Regions from separate parts of the Danio rerio genome. Here region 1 is linked to region 2. A link is a contact called in public HiChIP or PLAC-seq data. All regions are on one chromosome and are shown on one strand. The core of a region is the stretch at or near the end of the contact, and the rest is flanking DNA. Distances in the headings are between cores, read along the strand shown. Region 1 holds the start of agap3 (ArfGAP with GTPase domain, ankyrin repeat and PH domain 3). Region 2 overlaps agap3 (ArfGAP with GTPase domain, ankyrin repeat and PH domain 3).

The links. HiChIP or PLAC-seq counts read pairs in DNA pulled down with a chosen protein or histone mark.
Region 1: an H3K4me3 HiChIP or PLAC-seq map of embryo shows a contact between it and region 2, with 3 times the contacts expected there. The contact joins the promoter of agap3 here to the enhancer-like site in region 2. A contact is called at or near these places in 7 of 18 Hi-C or Micro-C datasets (caudal fin, embryo, skeletal muscle and 1 more) and 3 of 4 datasets of contacts at active chromatin or transcription factors (caudal fin, embryo and gastrula embryo).

The regions. Positions count from the first base shown.
Region 1 is chr24:38,660,240-38,665,697 of GRCz12tu, forward strand. It overlaps agap3 (ArfGAP with GTPase domain, ankyrin repeat and PH domain 3), which reads right to left and starts at 3,131. Exons shown (of 14, transcript XR_012399506.1): 1 at 2,348-3,131.
Region 2 is chr24:38,525,512-38,530,902 of GRCz12tu, forward strand. The region is part of intron 1 of agap3 (ArfGAP with GTPase domain, ankyrin repeat and PH domain 3); the gene reads right to left. Among named protein-coding and RNA genes, the nearest start is that of agap3, 140 kb to the right of the region's middle. Within about 2 kb of position 1,365, at least 4 of the 62 cell types and tissues checked have an H3K27ac peak or open chromatin away from gene starts, as enhancers often do.

The sequences.
Region 1 (5,458 bases), core at 1,881-4,380, 140 kb after region 2:
TATTGTTCAAACTATTTATTATGTTTAAAGTGGCTGACAATAATAAATATACATAATAATAATAATTATTCTGCCATGTTTGTGAACTGTGCAGACCTGTAGCCGCTTAATTAGGCCTTCTATGTATTTAAATACCAGTCATTATGATGGTACTTGGAGAGACTATTTTTTCTGAGGTGATACTTGGTAAAAAAAAAAAAAAAAAAGTTTGAGAACCACTGATCTAAATCACTAAAGTGTGCATAAATGGTGAAGAAATGTTCATTCTGGGGTGATCTATCATTTTATTGTGAAACAAGTGTAATATAGTATTAAGGATTTCCATTCCAGAGAATGACAGCAATATTGTTCATCAGATCAAGTAAGTTTAAAGTCAGTTCACACATTCATAATAAATGGTCACAGTGATGCCACAGTTGATAAAAGAGCATTTCATTGAGCCATTTTGTATGTGTTTAAAGTACATTTTAATAAAAATAAAAACAAAATCACTATAAAGAGCCTTTTGTTCAATGGAAATGTCTTTCAATGAACCAGATGCCAATTAGGAACCTTTTTGGATTATAAAGTTTCTAGGATACAATACTGTTGTATACAATATTGCAATCAACGCTGCAATAAAAGCTAATCCCCAGCCCTAGCTTTTCTACAAGAAATAAAAATACATGGATATTATTTGAGAAAATTCCTCATCGATTTGCTCTTTGCAACTATTTCACATCAATATATCACCAGCTTGCACATAACCCAGGCTCTCGCTCGCACCCACACACCGAAAAGGCAAACTCTACCAATCCTGTCGACCGAGTCGCCCCCTCGAAAGGCTGTCCGCTCATCTAGAAATTTCTCCATCTCCATTCCTCAACGGTAAAATGCAATCGGAGTTGCTGAAAATCTCACCGGTTCACTGACTCACCAGTTCTACCGCTCACAATCGGCCCTCCTCATATCAAACCACTATTTATAACACAACAAATCAAATGACCTCTTAACATAAATGCTCTTCTTCACATCTACGGCGTTTCTGCAGGAAATCATGCTGCGTTTAACTGAGAAACACTGCTTTACAGCTGCTTCAGAAACAGATCTTTAGCATGAAGATACCTACAGAAACACCATGATAACAGAAGTCAGTCAGAGAGAGAGAGGGTTTTGTAACATCTTGAAGTGCGTACAGCAGCGAGGAGCCCGATTTGCATTTAAATAACCTGTGACTAAAGCTCATCCAATCTGAACTCTCGCCCTGACCGATAAAACGAGAGTCAAGAGGTCGGGTCTGTAGTCCAAAGTCAGAGTCAATGTATCTGACATGATGAGGTTTATAAACCTAAAAGCCCGCTTTATCGGAGAGGAGCAACTGATTTGATGAATACCTCTCATTATGAAACCATCACATCTGCTGCGCAAGTATCGCATCTGACTGACGTGTCGATGTTAATACAAACTACTACAATTCCTTGCTGCGCATTCATATGCTCAAACTGGAGTTGTTCTGGAAGCTTGGGGTTATGTAAGATTTCAAACTACTGCAAATAATGTAATTAAACTATTTAACAGCAAATCAAATGTTTAAAAGATCATTATTCCAAATACTATAGTGTCTTATCTGCTAATTCGTCATTAAACTATTAAAATGCATTGCATTTATTGCTTGTTGGCTATCAAGTGGTTGTTCATTGTTCATCCATAACATTGATTTCTATTCATAGATGTGTTGCATACGCCATCAGCTTTTGTGATGCACTGTAAAACAGTTTGTCTCTAGATCCAGAGTCAATGTCTTTGACAAAATCAATGGGAAAAACTCATTTAACCCAACGGCTGATGAACAAACAGTGGATGGGAGGAAGCTTGGAAAGCATTTTCCAGAAGGGCTTATGATAATGAAACAATCAAACCTGCATTAAGATCTGCTGTGAAAATCCCATCTGACTGGCATGTCGATATTAATGCAAAGAGCTACAGATCTCTGATACACAATTTGATTTGCATCCACAACACACTGATGCATTTTGCAAGCGTGAGCTTATATAAGCATGCCAAACAATCCATGCAGAGGAAAGTGTAATCATCAGCTGTACTTTTTGTGTGCATCATCATCGAAAACAAATATTTGGTTTATTATTGTTTAATTGATGTCATGCAATACATATTAATTTATTATGATTTTTTTTTTTGGAGAAGTTATTATTAACAAGGCTATCAGTAGCCCCTAATTGGTATGATTATGACAACACGCGGGCTGTACACTCATTTACGTCGCCTTGTGTTCATGCACCATCTGCTTTACACTGACAGACAATACAATGTTTCATTGTGGCATCAATTAATCTGGCCTTGCGCTTACCTTCAATAGAGATCACATGCTCGCGAATCTGGTTCTGGAGGGCCAGGTCATCGATGCGCTCGATCAGGTCGTATATTGCATAAATGTTCGGGTGGACGGACTCGAACCGATGGATCTCGGCTCTGATGGCTGCTGAGTTGGACAAAACGAACTGAGAGCCCGGCGGGCCGGACTGCGCTGCAGGGCCCGATACGGTTCCCGAGCCAAACTGACCCGCCCCGGAGCTCCCGGACGATCCGGATCCGAACTGAGGCGGGATTTGCTGAGGAACGGGCACCGGTGCGGGTACCGTGCCCGGGGTGGGCATGGCGGGCTGGGACTGCTGAGAGATCCCGGACACTGACACCGAAACCGGGACGCTCGACTGGTAATTCATCGTTGTGGATTGAGGAACCGCTCACGGGAATAATAGAACTGCCGCGTTTGGAGTGGTTTTGGAGAGCGCGCGACGAATCCGCACAGCACACACTGTAGTTTGATGAGGAATGATAACTACTATATGTGACGCATCAATGGGTTTCCAACAATCCGTGCGCCTTGCTCATAATAGCAAAACTTCAGTCAGCATCATTGTTCCCAGCGACGATCTCGCTCTTTTGCGCGTGTCCTGTCCTTTTTTTGCACACAATGAATGTCTTTCAGATGGACACACCTTTGTTTTTTGGGCGATCTTCTGGACCGAATCTCTCTCTGTTTTGCTTCCCAGCCTGAAGCGAACACAATGAGGCCGGTTATCGCAATGCGCCCGAGTCCATTGACTGACTGAATGCGACGGTTCTACTCTGAAGTCATAAACACGTTTGAATCCTCTTTTGGTCCAAGAAGTCCCTCCCCGGCCCCCACCTCCATCCAAACGATGTGGAAAGTTTGATTCATTTAGCGAATCGGTTCACTTATTGAACCTGTTCAAAGAGTCGAATAGCCGTTTTGTTTGAGTTTTTTCTCAAAAGGGTGCTTATGTTTTTATACATAAATTTACGTTGATATCAGCGATAATTCTGTGAAATTTCGAGCTCAGAACTGATGTAAAGTGCTCACTCATACGTAACTGCACATTTACAATGTAAAAAAAGAATCTGACAGGAAAATAACGAATCTCTAATTGACGTTGCAGTTTATTAAAATTAGCACAGACGTCATAATTTTCTTCAAATATGAAAACAAGCGAAGGAATAAAATCCTGACGTTACCTCAGATAGGCTATATCCTTGTCAATTACAACGTTGTTTTGATTAATTCCTTGCAATACATAAGTTATCATTAGGTTTGCTTATTAAATGTATCATGTAAGACACAAGACACATTTCTGATCCTATCTCACCTAAACAATCATAATCACAATAATAATACAATCACAATCACAATAATAATAATATTATCTTATTATTATCTTATCAGATAATAATGACTGATCAGCTATAATGACTCATTAAAAACTGTTCAGTCTATTATATTGAATGGTGGAAACAATGCTCCCCATTCGGCCGTCTCGATTGCAATATTTGTGAAATATAGTAAAGTAAACACTATTGTTTATTGTGTACAATATTTATTAACCACATATATCAAAATATATCGATGACGATGTTCAAAAAGACGTTAATAACACAACATCCGTCGTAACCATATGGTTTGCCTAGATTGTGTGTCCTAGATTGTGTGTGCCTAAAACGTGTGTGGTTCTGCGGGCCTGCAGCTGGATATTATTGAAACAATCAGCCCTGTGATTTCCAAACACGACTCGCAGTAGAGAATCATTCAAAAGATTCGGTTCGATAGAACGATTCGACCACTACCATGCACTGCGACGTCACACGTCACGTAACGGTGCTAGAAATGGGGGAGTGAGATTCGATTGGATGTTTGGGTGGTGTTGGTATAATAAAGCGATTGATGCTTCGGTATTATGTAACCAGATATTTTGCTTGACGGTTTAATACTTATAATTGCTCAGTCCTTCACCGGCACAGGGCACACTCAACAAAGAGATCTACCGTTTTTGTTTACAGGTTACAGCTTTAGCAATATCAAAAGACCATAATTTACAGTTACTAAAGTACACATTAGACACGTCAGGCTGGACAGATCTATTGTTGGGTTTGCCGCAAAAAGAAATGATGCCCTGTTCACTTTGAATGCAACATCAGGGCATCTTCTTGCATATATACTAACAAGATGCACTCTTACAGGCTACTGGTGGTAAAATTGAGTTATCATGTTTATTTAACTTAGTTAAAGCAGCATGGTAGCTATAAGCCCCCAAACACATGGTTTATATTCATATATTTATTTTGAACGTTTTTAAAAATTAATTTCATATTTAAATTGAATTTCATAGCATTAAATAGCTATTGGATGGTTAAATAACTGAGATGTTGCAGTTTAACCTCCTAATACTGTCAGTATTGATTATTTCATCCCGACTTTTTAGGAGATCTACTCTCAAACTGTTTTGTTGAATGGTCCTATTGAGTCACTTGTTAGAGTCATTTTGTGATGCGATTAGAATCGACACAATCTCTGCATCCCAGTTCCACATGCAGGGTTTGTGCGTAAATCTGGACATGGTGACAGTTTTTTCCTCTGACACCAAAGTCTTTTTCTTTGACATTTCTCTGCTTATAAAAATATGATATCTTTGTAAACTGATGACAATAAATAATTCCCTCAAAGCTAATACTTAATTAAAAAAGAAACTAGTATTTTCTAACTCATCATAGTAGTTAATAGATCATTATTTATAGAAGGGTTTCACAACCTTTGAAGGGCCAAAAAACAAACTTTATTAAGGCTAGTGGGCTGAAGGTAAATATAATTGCCATGGGTAATTTCCTAATTTATTTAATAATATTTAAAAGTAACTAAAAAGCATGACTTTTTATTAACTAATACAGGATTTTCTTTTTACATGTTATAATGAACCTATTACAGTAAGTACAAAAAAAATCTCATTTATAACAGAATGGAATTACATTAGTTTTGTCTTAATTTGCTTGCCGATGTCTTCTGCATAGTCCTCTATTTGTCGAGTGACAGTATTTATGTTTTTAAAATTCAAAACATTTATGAAGCATTTCATTTCAATTTGCTTTTTATTTTTTTGTAGCTCAG
Region 2 (5,391 bases), core at 115-2,614:
TAGCGTATTATATAATATGGAAGTATGCAATTTTAGACAGCCTACGAATTCAAACATACTACTCGGCTCACATATTGTTTTAAGCGTACTATATAGTATGGAAGTATGGAATTTTGGACACAGGCTATGAATTGGGGCATTCTACTTGGCTCGCATAGTGTTTTTAGCATACTATATAGTTTGAGGTATCGATTTGGAATGCAGCCTATGAATTCGGACATACTACTCGGCTCGTGTAGTGTTTTTAGCATACTATTTAGTATGGAAGTATGCCATTTCAGACGCAACCTATGAATTTGTACATACTACTCACCAAGCATACTGTTTTTAGCATATTATATAGTATAAAGTATACAATTTTGGATGTAGCATATGAATTCAAACAAACTACTCCGCTGGCATAGTTTTTAGCGTACTATATAATTTGAAAGTATGCGTTTTTGGACACCACCTCTGAATTTGGACACTTCTCGCCTAGCATATTGTTTTTAGCGGACTATATAGTATGGAAGTACGCATTTTTGGACAGCCTATGAATTCGGACATACTACTCGCCTAGCATACTGTTATATATAATATGAAGTATGCAATTTTAGATGCAGCCTGTGAATTCAGACATACTACTCGGCTCGCACAGTGTTTTTAGCATACTATTTAGAATGGAAGTATGTGATTTCGGACGCAGCCTATGAATTTGTACATACTATTAGGCTCACATATTGCTTTTAGCGTACTATATAGTATGGAAGTATGCAATTTCAGATGCAGCCTTTGAACTCAGACATTCTACTCGGTTCATATACTGTTTTTAGAATACTATTGAGTAAGGAAGTATGCGATTTCTGACGCTGCCTATGAGTTTGGACATACTACTCCGCTCGCATTTTGTTTTAGCGTACTATATAGTATGGAAGTATGTAATTTCGGACACAGCCATGGTCTTGTTTGTTTTTGAATTTAAAAACATCAACATTGTATGCTGTATTAGATTAGTATTCATTTAAATTCCACATCTTCTATTGGTCAGCTTAACTAAAAGCCCAACCCATAAACTCTCTTCATTGGTTAAGCCAGAATCCAGCAACATGTCAGCTGTTTCAAACAAAGACCACAAAAAGCTTTTAAGAAATCCACTTACAGATTACAGACACTAAACAAAATGACGCCATCTGACAGCAGCTTCCTGAGCAAGCGGGCAAATCTGCTTTTCCGGTCACTTCCTGGTCTGAATTGCGTGGAGCAGCAGACGCATCATCATCATTGAAAGAGGCATCCCGGGTTCAGACACCAGATTTAGCCCCACTACTGTCAGCCTGCTATTTGGGCCACGCTGATGACTAGGTGTTGAACGGATGACTAAAGTACTGGAAACGATGTTAATGGAATGGAATGACTCAGCAGAGGAGCGATCACACACACACACACACATGAACAACGTCATGCTGCGATAACCTTCCTCTTGTCGATATTGAGAGGCCACATTAAGCCCTGTTGCACTATGATCTCGGTATTGTGGTAAAGCTGGAGTGTGTCATTTTTCTGTCGTGTTAAAATACTTTAGAAGTGTATTAAAACAAGTCGTGGGAAGTTTGTCCAACTAAACCGCAGACTTCAGGAAAACTGCTTCAGGAAAACGGTTATTACATTAGTAATATGGTGACACTACTGCCATGCAGAGACAGGCTTTGCATTAAGTAAAGATCAGCGTTATCGTTTTGTCAAATAAAATGCACAAAAACAGAAAAAAATCAATTTCACATTGAAAATCATAGGGCTCCAAAATGTGATTAATTGGTCAATAAAATCGTTATATTATTAATAAAGTGTAACAATATAGTGTAGTCGAACAGTTAAAAAATAGATTCAGTAAATAATTATAACAATAAACAAGCATATACAGTTGAAGTGAGAATGATTAGCCCCCCTGAATTATTAGCGCCCCTGTTTATTTTTCCCCCAATTTCTGTTTAATGGAGGGAATTGTTTAAGCACATTTCTAAGCATAGTAGTTTTAAAAACTTATTTCTAATAACTGATTTATTTTATCTTTGCCATGATGACAGTAAATAATATTTTACTTGATATTTTTGAAGACACTTCTATACAGCTTAAAGTGACATTTAAAGGCTTAACTAGGTTAATAAGGTGAACTAGGCAGGTTAGGGTAATTAGTCAAGTTATTGTATTACGGTGGTTTGTTTTGTAGACTATCGGGAAAAAAAATAGCTTAAAGGGGCTAATAATTTTGTCCCAAAAATAGTTTTTAAAAAATTAATAACTGCTTTTATTCTAGCCAAAATAAAACAAATGAGACTTTCTCCAGAAGAAAAAATATTATCAGACATACTGTGAAAATGTCCTTGCTCTGTCAAACATCATTTGGGAAATATTTAAAAAAAAAAATAAAAATCAAAAGGGGGCTAATAGTTCTTACTTCAACTGTATATATGTTTATGTGTGTTTGTGTGTGTCTGCGTGTGTCTGTATACACACACAGTTGAAGTCAGAATTATTAAACCGCCTGAACTATTTTTTATTTATTTTTTCCCCAATTTCTGTTTAACGAAGAGATTTTTTTTTCCAACACATTTCCAAAGACAAGAGTTTTAATAACTCGGCTCTAATAACTGATTTATTTTATCTTTACTACGAAAACAGTAGCAAATAGTTTGCTGGATATTATTCAGGACACTTCTATACAGCTTAAAGTGACATTTAAAGGCCTAACTAGGTTAATTAGTTTAACTAGGCAGGTTAGAGTAATTAGGCAAGCTATTGTATAACCATGGTCATAAAAAAAATAACAATGGGGCTAATAGTTTTGACCTTAAAATGTTTTTTTTTTAATTAATAACTGCTTTTATTCTGGCTGAAATTAAACAAATGAGACTTTCTCCAGAAAGAAAAAATATTATCAGACATACTGTGAAAATTCCCTTGCTCTGTTAAACATCATTTGGGAAATATTTAATAAAGAAACAAAATTCAAAGAGGGGCTAATAATTCTGACTTCAGCTTTGTATGTATATATAATAAAATTACGTTTAATTTTGGTCCATTCCTCCAGTAAGAATTGATGTAACCGAGTCAGATTTGTTGGCTGTCCTGCTCGCGCAAACTTTTTCAACTCTGCCCACAAATTTTCAATAGGATTGACATCAGGGCTTTGTCATGGCCACTCCAAAACATTCACTGTTATCCTTAAAGCACATTTCAACTAATTTGGCAGTATGCTTAGGGTCATGGCCTGTTTGGAAGACCCATTTGTGGCCAAGTTTCAACTTCCTGGCTGATGTCTTGAGATGTTGCTTCAGTATTTCTACATAATGTTCTTTCTTCATGATGCCATCTATGCTGTGAAGGGGACCAGAGCCTCCTGCAGCAAAACAGCCCCACAACATGATGCTGCCGCCCCCATACTTCACAATTGCGATGGTGCTCCTAGGCTTGTAAGCTTTCCCCTTTGTCCTACAAATGTAAAACTGGTCATTATGGCCAAACAGTTCAATCTTAGTTCCATCAGACCACAGGACATGACTACAATAATTAGTCTTTTTTCCAGTGTAATTTAGCAATTTGTAATCTGGCAAATTTTTTGTAGATTCTGGCTTTGCCTTTTTATACAGTGTATGTAAACTTCTGCTTTCAACTGTATGTGTCCCACGCTGCTAAAAACACAATTAGGACACATATATTTCACTAAAAAGTGAAAATGAAAAATGTGTGTTTGCAGTAGTGGTATTAAGGTGTCTGTGCGTGTGTGTGTGTAGTAGTGGTCTGGAGTAGGCGTGGGTGTCAGGCTTTTTAAAATGCAGCTGCTCTACCAACTTGCAGACGTCACAATTCCTCCACTGCAGAGAAAATCACAGGTTTGAGCAGATCTGCTGGAGGCGGAGGGACAGAGAGACTCATTTACCCTCCAAAAACACACTCGCGCATTCCCCTCACGCTCGCGTACAACACACACTCAACAGACGCACATCAGTGAATGGCAATTTTTCAGCAACAATAACACTGTCACGCCGAAGCAGAACAATCAGAGCAGGACACGCAGAAACAACCCCAGCCCAAAACAGGGTCAAAGCCGCTTCTCCAACAGACAAAACACAGCTCTGTTCACTGAAGCTCTCATCAGTTCACAGCTCTATCGTTATATATTACAGCGACTATTTATAGTTCTGTTTCAGTTTGACAAAATACTGAGAAATAAATACCATTTCATTTATAAATAACTATAATGAACAAATCATTTTTATATCTTATTGCACTATAATGCTGAGTGGGTGCAAATACAAACTCATTTACATACACATATACACTTATCGGCCACTTTATTAGGTACACTAGTACCGGGTTGGACTCCCTTTTGCCTTCAGAACTGCCTTAATTCTTCTTGGCATAGTTTCAACAAGGTACTGGAAATATTCCTCAGAGATGTTGCTCCATATTGACATGATAGCATCCCGCAGTTGCTGCAGATCTGACATTCATTATGCTAATCTCAAATTTCATCATATCTCAAAGGTGCTCTATTGGATTGAAATTTGGTGACTGTGGAGGCCATTTGAGTATAGAGAACTCATTGTCATGTAAACCAGTCTGAGATAATTCTTACATTAAGACATGACGTGGCATCCAGCTAGAAGTAGCCATCAGAAGATGAGTACACTGTGGTCATAAATGGATGGACAATAATATTCATGTAGGCTGTGGCTCTGACATGATGCTCAATTGGTAATAATGGGTCCAACGTGTACCAAGGAAATATCCCCCACCACCAGCACCAGCCTGAACTGTTGATACAAGACAAGATAGATCCATGCTTTTGTTGTTGATGCCAATTCTGACTCTACCATCCTAATATGGCAGCAGAAATCGAGAACCATCAGACCAGGCAACGTTTTTCCAACCTTTTATTGTCCAGCGTTAAGTGGACAAGCAGTTGGACAGGTGTACCTAATAAAGTGTCCGGTGAGTGTGTAAATACATGTTTACATAGAGACACATGAAAAAAGAGACAGGTTAACCAAATGTTAAAATACTGTTATTTGCTCTTCTTTGTGTCATTTCTTTTGCAGAATATAAAATATATCTTGAAGAATGTTTTGAAGAGTCTGAGTAAATTAAATGTAGTAAATATCTTTTTCATGTGAACTGTCTCTTTAAGAGGAATGCGAGCTATGAAGAGAGAGAGAGAGAGATTGGGGCAGTGTGGGGGATCAGGCAGTGGATGAGGAGAGCGTGGGCTAAAACACTGAAACTAACACGCACACACACACGCGCGCGCACACACACACATGCGCACGTGCACACGCACAGTCGCATCTATGAACACACACACCCATGGATGTACACAAACACACAAAAATAGTTTTAAATAGACTTTATATT